Linked DNA regions of Ovis aries: region 2 is linked to region 1. Evidence: chromatin contacts called from public Hi-C data. All regions are on one chromosome and are shown on one strand. Each heading gives the region's core, a stretch centred on a gene start, on an enhancer-like site or on the middle of the called end of the contact. The rest is flanking DNA. Distances are from core to core; before and after follow the strand shown.

Region 1 (5,637 bases), core at 1,194-3,693:
AATGACAAAGAAAAATGGGATAATACCGTTAACACTGCTTACTTACTGATAAGTCTTGAACTATTACACAGTAAAGTTCCTGCTTATATGAACAAAAAGAACTGAAAGCTATAAGAATATTTAAGGTTAGGCAAGGCAGTATCCCCAGTGCCTCAATTATTTAGTCAAAAACAATGTTTAAGTGTGCAATAAACATCTTTAGAGTACTTCCACATAGAAGCACAAAAACAGGGTTATAAAAATAACAACTCAAAGGGACTTTGGAGATTTAGTTCAACCTGTTCATTCCAAAAACAAGGAAATTTAGGACAAGAATATATGTCCTCAGTTTGATGCTAAACTACACAACCTCCCTATAAACAAGCAAACAAGATAAGCATAATAACTGTTTTTTAACCAAGTAAGAATAGCAGAAATATGGGTGAGTGAAGATAAAACAATGAATGTTACCAACACAGTAGATCAAAGACAAAACTATAGAACCATTTAGAAGCACTGTTATATTAAGAGTGAAAGTTTTGGACTCAAGTGGTCACCACAACTAAATTTACACGCGTTGAACTAATTTCTTCTGCAAAGCGCGGATTAAAGAGGAGCCTCAGCTGGACAGGGAGGATTACGTAAGAGAAAACAAGAAAATTAGACATCACTTGATACATTGCAAGTCCTCAAATAGTACTATAATAACCCTGCTGTTATTTTATGTTAGAGTCAAAGTTTTTGAGTTAGTTAGCAAAATCTTACCCCCCCAAAGTAAAAAAAAACTATTTACTATTTACAACAAAGATATGTACCTTTAAAACTTTAAATAGCTGAGGAAGTTTTTTCTCAATTTCTGTAATGATTTCTTTTCCATCTTCTCCAGTCATACGACTTAAAAGCAGAAAGAACATTAAGTTTATGCAATTGGCAGACACAAAAATGAACTATGAAATACCTGCACAATCTTTTTAAACATCATGTTAGAACATTGGCAAATTGATCCAGTACTTAAGATACTTAGGAATATTTAATATGATACACATCTGAAATAAGTGAAGCTTCCCTGATGGCTCAGCAGTAAAGAATCTGCCTGCCAATGCAGGAGACGTGGGTTCGATCCCTGGCTCGGGAAGATTCCCTGGAGAAGGAAATGACAACACACTCCGGTATTCCTGACTGGAAAATCCCATGGATAGAGTGGGCTACAGTCCATGGGGTCGCAAAGAGTTCGACACAACTTAGCGACTAAACAACAACTAAACGTGAATAAGCCTCAGAATAACTTGGGCATCCACACAGTACACGTTTTGACAGCTTCACTAGGTGAAGAAGAAACAAGGAAACCTATCGCTAGTTACAAATTTACTAAAACTTACTAAACACTTATCGTTTTGTATCGATTTCCAAACAACCGACAGATAACTCGGAAAAATAGTCTGCAGGGGAGAAAATAGTGTGAAGCACTTGCGGTTAAATAAAACTCGAGTTATTGCTCTATATTAAAAAACCAATTCCGGGTTTCCCCACTGTCCCGAAATACAGGTGGCTTACACTGAAAAACCACTTCTCTGGCCAAATCCCTCCCAAACTTTTCTTAATCCTCCTCTTACAAGACACACGTGCAGGCTTCCTCATTCCAAACAGACACCGTTGAAGGGCTGCAGCACCTGCACCCCGGAATGTCACCCAGCACGCACCCCCCACCCCACCTCGCCTCACCAGCGACGCCGGCGTCCCCCCGCCAGCTCCCAGGCTTCTTGAATACACAAACTCGTTCGGCGTGCAGCACCCAGACTGTCTTCCCCCCACGACCCCCCAGGGTGCCCCACCCCCAACAGGCCTCACCTGGTCAGGGTCAGGTAAGCGTCGGTCTGCTCTCCAAGGGAGGCGGAAGGGTCTTCCAAAGTCTCCAACAGCGGTGCCAGGGGGCTCTGATCCGCGGCCGTCATGTCGGCCACCCTGAGGCCCGGACCGGAAGAGCAGACAATTCGGTGACCGCTGGAAACCGACCCGGGCGGCCCGGCGTTAGTCCGGGTCCCAGACCCGCGCTCCCGCCGCGGGCTCACAGCCCCACCGCGTCCACACCGGGGCCTCTGGCGCACAAAGCCAAAGGCCTAACCTTCCCCTGAGCGCCGCAACACGCACCCAGAGCCACGCTGCGCTCCGGTCCCGACCCGCTCCCGCCACCACTTTCCCGGGCAGCTTTCAACAGGGGGAGGAGACCAGCGGGGGGCGGGAGAAGCCCGGGGAACGAAGCGTCTCGCCGCGAGGGGGCGGAGATTGACCAGGCTGAAGGTTCCCCGCAGCCTGGCACTGAAACCCCAGCATTCACCCCGACGTACGAGGATAGGCCTGCGTCGTCTCCGCCGCTGCCCTGCAGCACCCGGACGTGGCCACAGCTCCACTTACCCGGTTCGGGCTGTTTACTCCCGCGTGCGGCCCGCTCGGTCCTCGACCAAGATGGCGGCGGGGGCGGGCCCCGGAGCGCGCGGGAGTAAAACAGGCCTAGCGGGAGAGGCTCGAGCCAATCCAACAGGGGGCGGAGTGCCCAAATCATCGATCGCCTCCCTTCCCCGCCTGTTGTCCCTCCCTTCCCCGCCTGTTGTCCCTCCCTACCCCTCAGGTCACCTTGTGGGATGGAGAAGGAGGTTGGACCCAAATTTTACCTTCTAGAGACTTGAAATTCAAAATGTAAGCGGATCGCCAAGTTCACCAGACTAAATTTAGTGGATCTTCAAACTGCAAGTCCAGTATTTGTTGAAGTATTAGCAACAAATCATTTAACGACAGGAGATAACTGTACTGTGATATTTACCAGCAGCGTTTAGGTTCGTCTAGATTCCAACCCTAGTTCCGCGTTACCTTGGCAAGTTAATCAACTTTTTTATGCCTCAACTTCCTCCTGTGTACAATATGGATGATAATAGTACCGATTTCAGGTGAAAGCTAAGTGAGAAAACGTTGAAGAGGCCAGAGGCTCTCATGTTTTAAGTGTACAGTGCAGCAGCAGCAACAATGGCCGGGAGCATATTCACGATTCAACTGCCAGCGTCTGCTCCCCACCCCCTCCAGCCTTAGATATTGTGATTCAGTTGATTTAGGATCGACATTCTTCTAATTGGCCTCAGGTGTTGAAGGGTGGGACTTGATTAACACTTAACACTTGGAGACTTAATACTTGGAGAACCTTATACCCTTAATAAAAGTCCTTGAAAGTGAAGTCGCTCAGTCGTGTCCGACTCTTTGCGACCCCATGGACTGTAGCCTACCAAGCTCCTCAGTCCATGGAATTTTCCAGGCAAGAGTACTGGAATGGGTTGCCATTTCCTTCTCCAGGGGATCTTCCCAACCCAGGGATCGAACCCAGGTCTCCCTCACTCTTTACCGTCTGAGCCACCGGGGAATGAAAGTCCTTACCCTCTTTATAGACCTTTGAGCACTCAAAATTGTATCAACTTTAAAATAGGCATGTAAGGCCCAAGAGCAACTGGTCTTTCCACCCTGGTCTCATGGGTGCAGCCTCTACTTATCCACACTGTACAACTATCAGCTGGACTGAATTCAGGGCTGTGTTATCTGCACCTAGCAAAGCGTCTGCCAAACCAAGCTCTCAGAGCGTGTTTCTTAAACAAAAAGATGAAGGAAAAGAGAGGAGACACACAAGTCCTTGTGAGCCAAGCTGTGGAAATTAAAGATTTTAAGAAATAGTTTAAAGTTGTGTGTGGATGAAATGTAGAGACACTTCAGACATAATGGAGGAGAAAGCTTTTCAATGCAGTCTGATAGCAAATCCTTAAACATTTGGAGGGAAATTTGCTCATTTTCTGCATTTTGGCAAAACACAGATACTTAAGAAGGGAAAGAGGTTATTAGACTGAAATATATGGACAGCATTGCATTGCATTGAGATTTCAGTATTGTGGAGCTCTTGTGTTGGAAAGAGAGAGGATCTTGAAATCCTGTTATTTTTTATGAAGGCTATGAGATTAGTGGAAAAAACATTAACTTTGTCTGGAGACAAATATTCAGTACCTCCACCCAGCTGGTGTGCCTTGCTCGGTTTTTCTCTTCTTTCTAACACTTATCACACTCTGATATTTCATTGTGTATCTATTTTTTTAATTGTCTGTTTCTCCCTACTAGAATATCAATCCTATGTGTATAGGGCCTTTGTTTTATTCTTTTTTTTTCCCTAATTCCTCATTTATAATTAAAGAGGTTGAGATGGTCTTCTTGCTCCTCTTTCAAGTGTGTACAACCATGCTCTTCCTGAGATGTTTTGTAATATTTTATCATTGTCACTCTCACACCCGAGATCCTTTAGCAGTTCCCATCAATCACAGGATGAATTTCAAAATTCTTGGCATAACACTGCTTCACCTCCAGCCTGAGCCCCGCTTCAGCCAGATACTAAACAATCTGCCAAAATCTGTAAATTTTCTGTGCCTTTGAAGGTCTATGTTATTCTTTGTGTTTAGAACATTAAGTCAATTTTTTAAGTGTGATAAATGTCAACTAAAATATACCTTTTAATGAAATCCTTCCCTTATCTCCTTCATCCCAATGGAGAATTAAATGTTATCTCCCTGCTGGCTCAGAGGTTAAAGCGTCTGCCTGCAATGTGGGAGACCTGAGTTCGATCCCTGGGTCATGCGCTTGAGAAGGAAATGGCAACCCACTCCAGTATTCTTGCCTGGAGAATCCCATGGACTGAGGAGCCTGGTGGGCTATAGTCCACAGGGTCGCAGAGCCAGACATGACTGAGGAACTTCACTTTCACTTTCACTTTCTCCCTGCTGATAGCTCTTTGTATGTAAACCTGTTTAATTATCTTACATATGCCTGAAGTGGAAGATTTGCAGGTTAGCCTGAGGGGTATTGTTCCAGCCATTATCTCAATCATTGCCCCCTCCCTGTTCTTTGGTATTTTCTCAGTCTGATCTAAAGTATCAATACTAAGATATTGCAGCTTTGTCTAGACAAATCTCATTCATCACATAGACCCTTCTCCAGACATCTTTCCAACTAGACTGCTATACCCAAGCTTCTCTATTATAGGAATTCTGAAGCAACCACCATGAACTGGCTCCCACTGAACTTTATATTACCAGACACCCAGAGGATATTTTGTTTTAGTTTATCAATTTGTCCATGTATTAACTCATCCATCTTTCATCTATTCATTCAACTAATTTCTATCTTCTCTGCCTCTCCAAATCCTGTATCTCTGTCTCTCCTCAGAACATGAAGGTCTTGCACGGTCCCATCACTTCATAGGAAATAGATGGGGAAACAGTGGAAACAGTGTCAGACTTTATTTTGGGGGCTCCAAAATCACTGCAGATGGTGATTGCAGCCGTGAAATTAAAAGACGCTTACTCCTTGGAAGAAAAGTTATGACCAACCTAGATAGCACATTGAAGAGCAGAGACATTACTTTGCCGACTAAGGTCCGTCTAGTCAAGGCTATGGTTTTTCCTGTGGTCATGTATGGATGTGAGAGTTGGACTGTGAAAAGGCTGAGTGCTGAAGAATTGATGCTTTTGAACTGTGGTGTTGGAAAAGACTCTTGAGAGTCCTTTGGACTGCAAGGAGATCCAACCAATCCATTCTGAAGGATATCAGCCCTGGGATTTCTTTGGAAGGAATGATGCT
Region 2 (5,677 bases), core at 1,461-3,960, 1.8 Mb after region 1:
TGCTACCCATACGTCAATGACTCTCTAATCTCTGTCTCCCACATAAACCACTTTCCTGAGCAACAGGCCTACTGTCCAATAACTTACTAACAACTACATATGAATGCCCCTCTGGCATCTCAGAATTCAAGATATCCCAAGCCAAATTCATTATCATTCCCCTAAAACCTATTTTCTTCCTAGGAGACAACACCTATGGGAAAGAAAACACTATTTTTAAACCTAACAGACTGAGATTTAAATCCAGCCCTGGCAGCTTGAGAAATATACGTAAGCCATTTGTGCTTTAATTTCTTCATATTTAACATGAGGATAATAGTATGTCCCTTTTCTGGATTGTTATGAGAATTAAAGAATGGAAAAATCCCTATACGAGTGCCACCACACAGCATACATTCCACAAATTCATATTCCTGGATTCCCAATCTCAGCAAAAGCAACTCGAGTCACCAAGAATCCTAAGTCAAAAATGTAGGAACCATCTTCAATGTGTCCTTTACCTTGTCTGCAACCAATGGACAGCTACACAGTCCTGATTCCTCAACTTTGCCCCCGCCCTTAATTCAGGGTGTCATATTCTTTCTCATGGGCACAGCAATAGTCTCTTAACCACTTGCTCCAGGTCCAATTCCACATTCTTCCAACCTATCCTGTATACTGAAGCCCAAGGATCTTCCCAAGACACATATCTGATAATGCCATGATGGCTTAAATTTGCCCAGTAATCCGTCGCTTCCAGGATTACATCTACCTTAATAGTTCCCTGAAGACTGACTATGATCTGGCCCCTGTCTACCTCCAACTCAATCATTTGATTATTTGTGGATATCCTCAACTGCCCATAGTGTTTTGGATTCTGTATCTCTGTCCACACTGCTTCCTTTGACTGAAGGTCCTCACCCCTGTAATGTCTTTTCTTGGCATTCATACAAACAACTACTCATCTTTCAAAATGCTGATCAAGCATCACCTACTCTATGAAGTTACTCCTGACAGCCTCCTGCCATACTGCTGTTCACTCCCACCTCCATCTGACAGGTGATTTTCTATCCTGGCAAAGATGAATAGCATATGGTTCCCAGTCTCAAAAAGCTTATAATCATCATTCAACCAAAAATCATGTTATATAACCTGGACTAGTAAGCTGACTTGAAGGTGAAATGATCAGGAATGAAAAAAGAATGAGTTGTAAGTAACTCAAATACTCAGCTCACTGGGGTGTGTGTGCTCAGCTCACTGGTGTGTGTGTGTCTGTGTGTGCATACGCATGCTACATGTGTTCAGTTCAGTTTAGTTCAGTTCAGTCGCTCAGTCGTGTCTGACTCTTTGCGACTCCATGAATCACAGCATGCCAGGCCTCCCTGTCCATCACCAACTCCCATAGTTCACTCAAACTCATGTGCATTGAGTCGGTGATGCCATCCAGACATCTCATCCTCTGTCGTCACCTTCTCCTCCTGCCCCCAACCCCTCCCAGCATCAGGGTCTTTTCCAGTGAGTCAACTCTTCGCATGAGGTGGCCAAAGTACTGGAGTTTCAGCCTCAGCATCAGTCCTTCCAATGATGTGTTAGCTACATATTAACTGATTTAATATTCATGAACTATGAGTTGCACACTATTATTACATTATTCCCATTTTAGAAGAGAGGATACTAAAAGCATAAAGAGACTAACTTGCCCAACATGACCCATCAAAAAATACCAGTATGAATAAAGTATGGACTTCAGTTAACTTTGTAAAATACAAATGACAAATTAAAATGATATACTCTTCAGTTCTAATGGAGGTGGTTGAACCTATTATACAGAGCCTATTATACAGTGTGAAGTCAGAAAGAGAAAAACAAATATCATATACTAATGCAGATATATGGAATCTAGAAAGACGGTACTGATGAAATTATTTGCAGGACAGCAGTGGACACACAGACACAGAGAACAGACTTATGGACAGAACTCAGGGGAGGTGGGGAGGAAGGAGAGGGAGGGATGGATAGACACAGTAACATGGAAACATACATTACCATATGTAAAATAGACAGCCAATGGGAATTTTCTATATGACTCAGGGATCTCAAACCTTGGCTTTGTAACAACCTAGAGAAGTGGGATGAGAAGGCAAGTGGGAGGGAGGTTCAAGAAGGAGGGGACATCGGTTATACCTATGGCTGATTCATGTTGATGTTTGGCAGAAATCAACACAGTACTGTAAAACAATTATCCTTCAATTAAAAATAAAAATTTTAAAGTGTATACTCCTTATAAATACGTCGTGGGATATATATTTATTGCGCCTATTAAAAGTCTGGCACATAAAGGGAAAAAGTGCTCTATTCTCAAAAAGTTATTTTCGAAATTTAAAAAAAAATTGATACAAAGAACAGAAAACCGTACCTCCTTTGAGCAATAAAGTCTTGGGGCAAGAGGAGGCTTTCAAATACATCGGTGAGTTAATGATCGAAATTAAATGAGTGCCGAACGCAGCTCTGGAGCCTTGACCTCCAGCCCACAAGTCCTTAGCCACACCTCACCTTTCCTCCTCGTACGTGGGGGCGGTGGACTAGCCAATGAAAGGGCGGTGCTACGTGGGCCTCCCGTGCGCGTGCGCAGCATCGGCTCGAGGATCATTCCCATCCATGCGCTCGAAAGCAACTTCTTCAGTCTGGTCACTGCCAGCGTCAGCGCTACTCCCTCTGCCGTCGCGCCGCCATTTTGAAGACGGGAAGAGTTACGGGCCTGGGACCGCTGGAGGCGGCTGTGGCGGCGGCGACTGGTACGGACGGTTTCCGCCCGCGTTAGCCCCTCCAGATCTGCCCATCTTTGGGCCACAGCTCTGGGTGTTGCCCCTATACTCACAGGGCCCCTGTCGCTGTCCCCGGTCCTGTCACTCTGTCGTTAGGATCTTTTTCGCTTCCTCAACCTTCATCCTTGCTGGAACCTTTGCTCACAGCTTGTTTAGAACCTTGATCGGTGTTAAAATACCTACTTGGAGCCTCAGGACTCCATCCTGGTGGACGGCCCCTCTTTCCTCCCCCGGATCTAGTCGGAGTTGTCTTCCGCAGACACACCGGGCGGGCTGAGAACTGCAAGGCCTCCTGTGGGCAGCGACTTGTGCCCTGTGGGGGCAGGAGGCGAATCCCGGTCTCCTGGGGTCCGGGGACAGCTTGGACTTTGGTCCTGTCGCGGAAGAAGGGACACCCAGTAGACGATGGTGGACATTACCCCAGTGATCTGTTGTTAGAGCTTAATCCGTCACCGGCCTGTTTTGTTTTGTCCTTTCCCAGGAATAACTTTACAAAAGGGAAGATAATTTTCGTCTGCCCTTTCCGCCAGAAATGGCCAATGTGAGTAAATTAGTCTCTTAAGAAGCAGTACAGTAATAAATTATTTTGGGAACTCGTTAAGAAATGGAGGGGCGGGTTTAATTATAATGGCATCGATGGCATAATGTTTCTTGTACTTAGAGAATCAAAAATGTCAAGGGAAACAAGGGGTGTGAAATTAGGTCAATATGCCTTGACGGTAGCCTGAAAACAAACATGTTTCTCAATACTTTTATTTATTTATGCAAATTCCTTTTGAGAAATAAATTCAGTGCCAGCATCCTTTGGGTAATTTTAAAAGAAATTATTTTCGTAAATACTTAGAATCTATTTTTAAGCCGGTTTCTGTTTGGGTAGGTTTTGTAGCAGTTTTAGTATAGGAAGTAACCTTACAAATAACTACAAAATGAGAGCAGGAGAGATTATTCTCATAGGCCAGAGGTATTTATTCACGGTAACTGTCCAGTGATTTCTTAAACGCATCGTGCCATAGGGATCATAAAACATACATGAAAACTATTACAGTAAGAGTAGAAACTAATTTTAAAAGTTACACAGAGGTACAATACAGATTCAGAGCTTTGTGGAGAGGGGAAAGTGGGGGTTTGGGTTCATTTAATCAGAGAAACATTTGAATTTTAAAAGATGGGTGAGATTATCTAAATCTCACCCAGAACGGGTATATTCAAAGATACCCCCAGCCCCCCACCCCACCCTCCTTCAGAAATCAAGAAGTCATTTCTGTCTTCTTGAATGTAAGATATGTGAAAAAGATGAGTGGGAAATAAGGTTGGATTGTGGATTTAGGATCAAGTAACAAGGGTCTTCGGAGAAGGCAGTGGCAACCCACTCCAGTACTCTTAACTGGAAAATCCCAGGGACAGGGGAGCCTGGTGGGCAGCCGTCTGTGGGGTCGCACAGAGTTGGACACGACTGGAGCGACTTAGCAACAGCAGCAGCAAGAATCTTGGGGCTTTCCCAGGTGGCTCAGTGGTACAGAATATTCCTGCAAAGCAGGAAACTCGGGTTCCATCCCCGGGTCAGGAAGATCCCCTGGAGTAAGAAATGGCAACCCACTCAAGTATTCTTGCTTAGGAAATCCAACGGACAGAGGAGCCTGTTGGGTTACAGTCCGTGGGGTCACAAAGAGTCGGACGCGACTTAGCAACTAAACCACCAGCAAAGAGTTTTGAATGATAGACTTGGTAATTTGGACTTTATTCTTTAAATTTTGGTGATTTAATTAGAGTTGTGTGTTAGGAAAACTAACATGGTAACGTAACAGTTACCCAGGATTGTATTCTTGTAGTTGAATGTGATACATCAAGTAATAATCTAATGATGAGACTGTAGGGCCAGGGGAGGATGCTTAAGTGTTCAGGTGGACAGAATGCTCTGGAAACAGGCCTTGCATTTTGGAGACATCTGGAGGAGGTTCAATTTATCTGGATGTTGAGGAAAGAGTTGGAATTTGTCCGACCTAAGAGGAGAAGGAAAACGGCTTTTAGTGGAAGAAATCTTACGCAGTATTAAAGACAGAAATGTGGAAATGTTGGGTAGGTATTTTTATGTGACTGAAAAGTGGAGTAAGAGAAGGGAAGATAAAATTAGTAAGAAATTCTGTCAGCGGTAGAAAGACCAATCAAAGAACACACAGGTTGGATTTCAGAATACTATATGAAAGGGAAAAAGAATGATTCCAAAGTATCAATTGGCTAGACTATTTCAGCCTCCCGGTAACTAGTTTTCATACCACCTCTCTAATCCCACTCCTTTCTCTCCTCTACCCGTAGTTGTACATTCCTTAAAACATCTTTTATTTTGATCAGTTAACTCTCTTCCTCCCTGCCTACAGGTTAAAATTCTGATTTATTATCTTGTAATAGGCCCTTTCCTGTCTGTATCACAAAATATAAAGCCTCTTATAGTTGCTCATAAGTTAAATTTCAAGCCTGTTCTTTACTGCATTACTTAACATCCACCTTCAGTGAACCTGTCACTCTTGGAAAACGACCTCCATACCTTTCTTCCTAAAAGGGCTTCATTGAAATGAGTGCCTAAATTTCTGTTTCTTCACAACCCGGTATATCCTCCATGAAACTTTTCCTATGACCTCAAGGATCTCTTAATTGTTAAAATCTTTTAGTAGAATTCCACAGATGATAATGGTATTTGTTCTTACGCGTTTTCCACTAATCTAAGAGTCAGCAGTGTTTTAAAATATAAAGGGCCAGGTAGCAAATATTTTAGGCTTTGTAGGCTAGAGTCTCTGAAATAACTGCAATTATGACAAGAAAACAGCCATAGACAATACATAAATGGGTGTGGCAGTGTTACAGTAGAACTGTATTCA

The links. A called contact is a pair of places that touch in the nucleus more often than the background predicts.
Region 2: a contact with region 1 is called in a Hi-C map of hypothalamus, with 7 times the contacts expected there. The contact joins the promoter of MMADHC here to the promoter of RIF1 in region 1. A contact is called at or near these places in 2 of 16 Hi-C or Micro-C datasets (hypothalamus and omental adipose tissue).

What each region holds. Positions count from the first base shown.
Region 1 is chr2:158,107,822-158,113,458 of ARS-UI_Ramb_v3.0, forward strand. RIF1 (replication timing regulatory factor 1) reads right to left here and starts at 2,444. Exons shown (of 35, transcript XM_060409973.1): 1 at 2,392-2,444; 2 at 1,828-1,941; 3 at 795-873. The coding sequence starts at 1,931.
Region 2 is chr2:159,883,803-159,889,479 of ARS-UI_Ramb_v3.0, forward strand. It overlaps MMADHC (metabolism of cobalamin associated D), which reads left to right and starts at 2,711. Exons shown (of 8, transcript XM_012137855.3): 1 at 2,711-2,774; 2 at 3,286-3,345. The coding sequence starts at 3,337. LOC121818714 (a long non-coding RNA gene) reads right to left here and starts at 2,563. Exons shown (of 9, transcript XR_009599342.1): 1 at 2,396-2,563.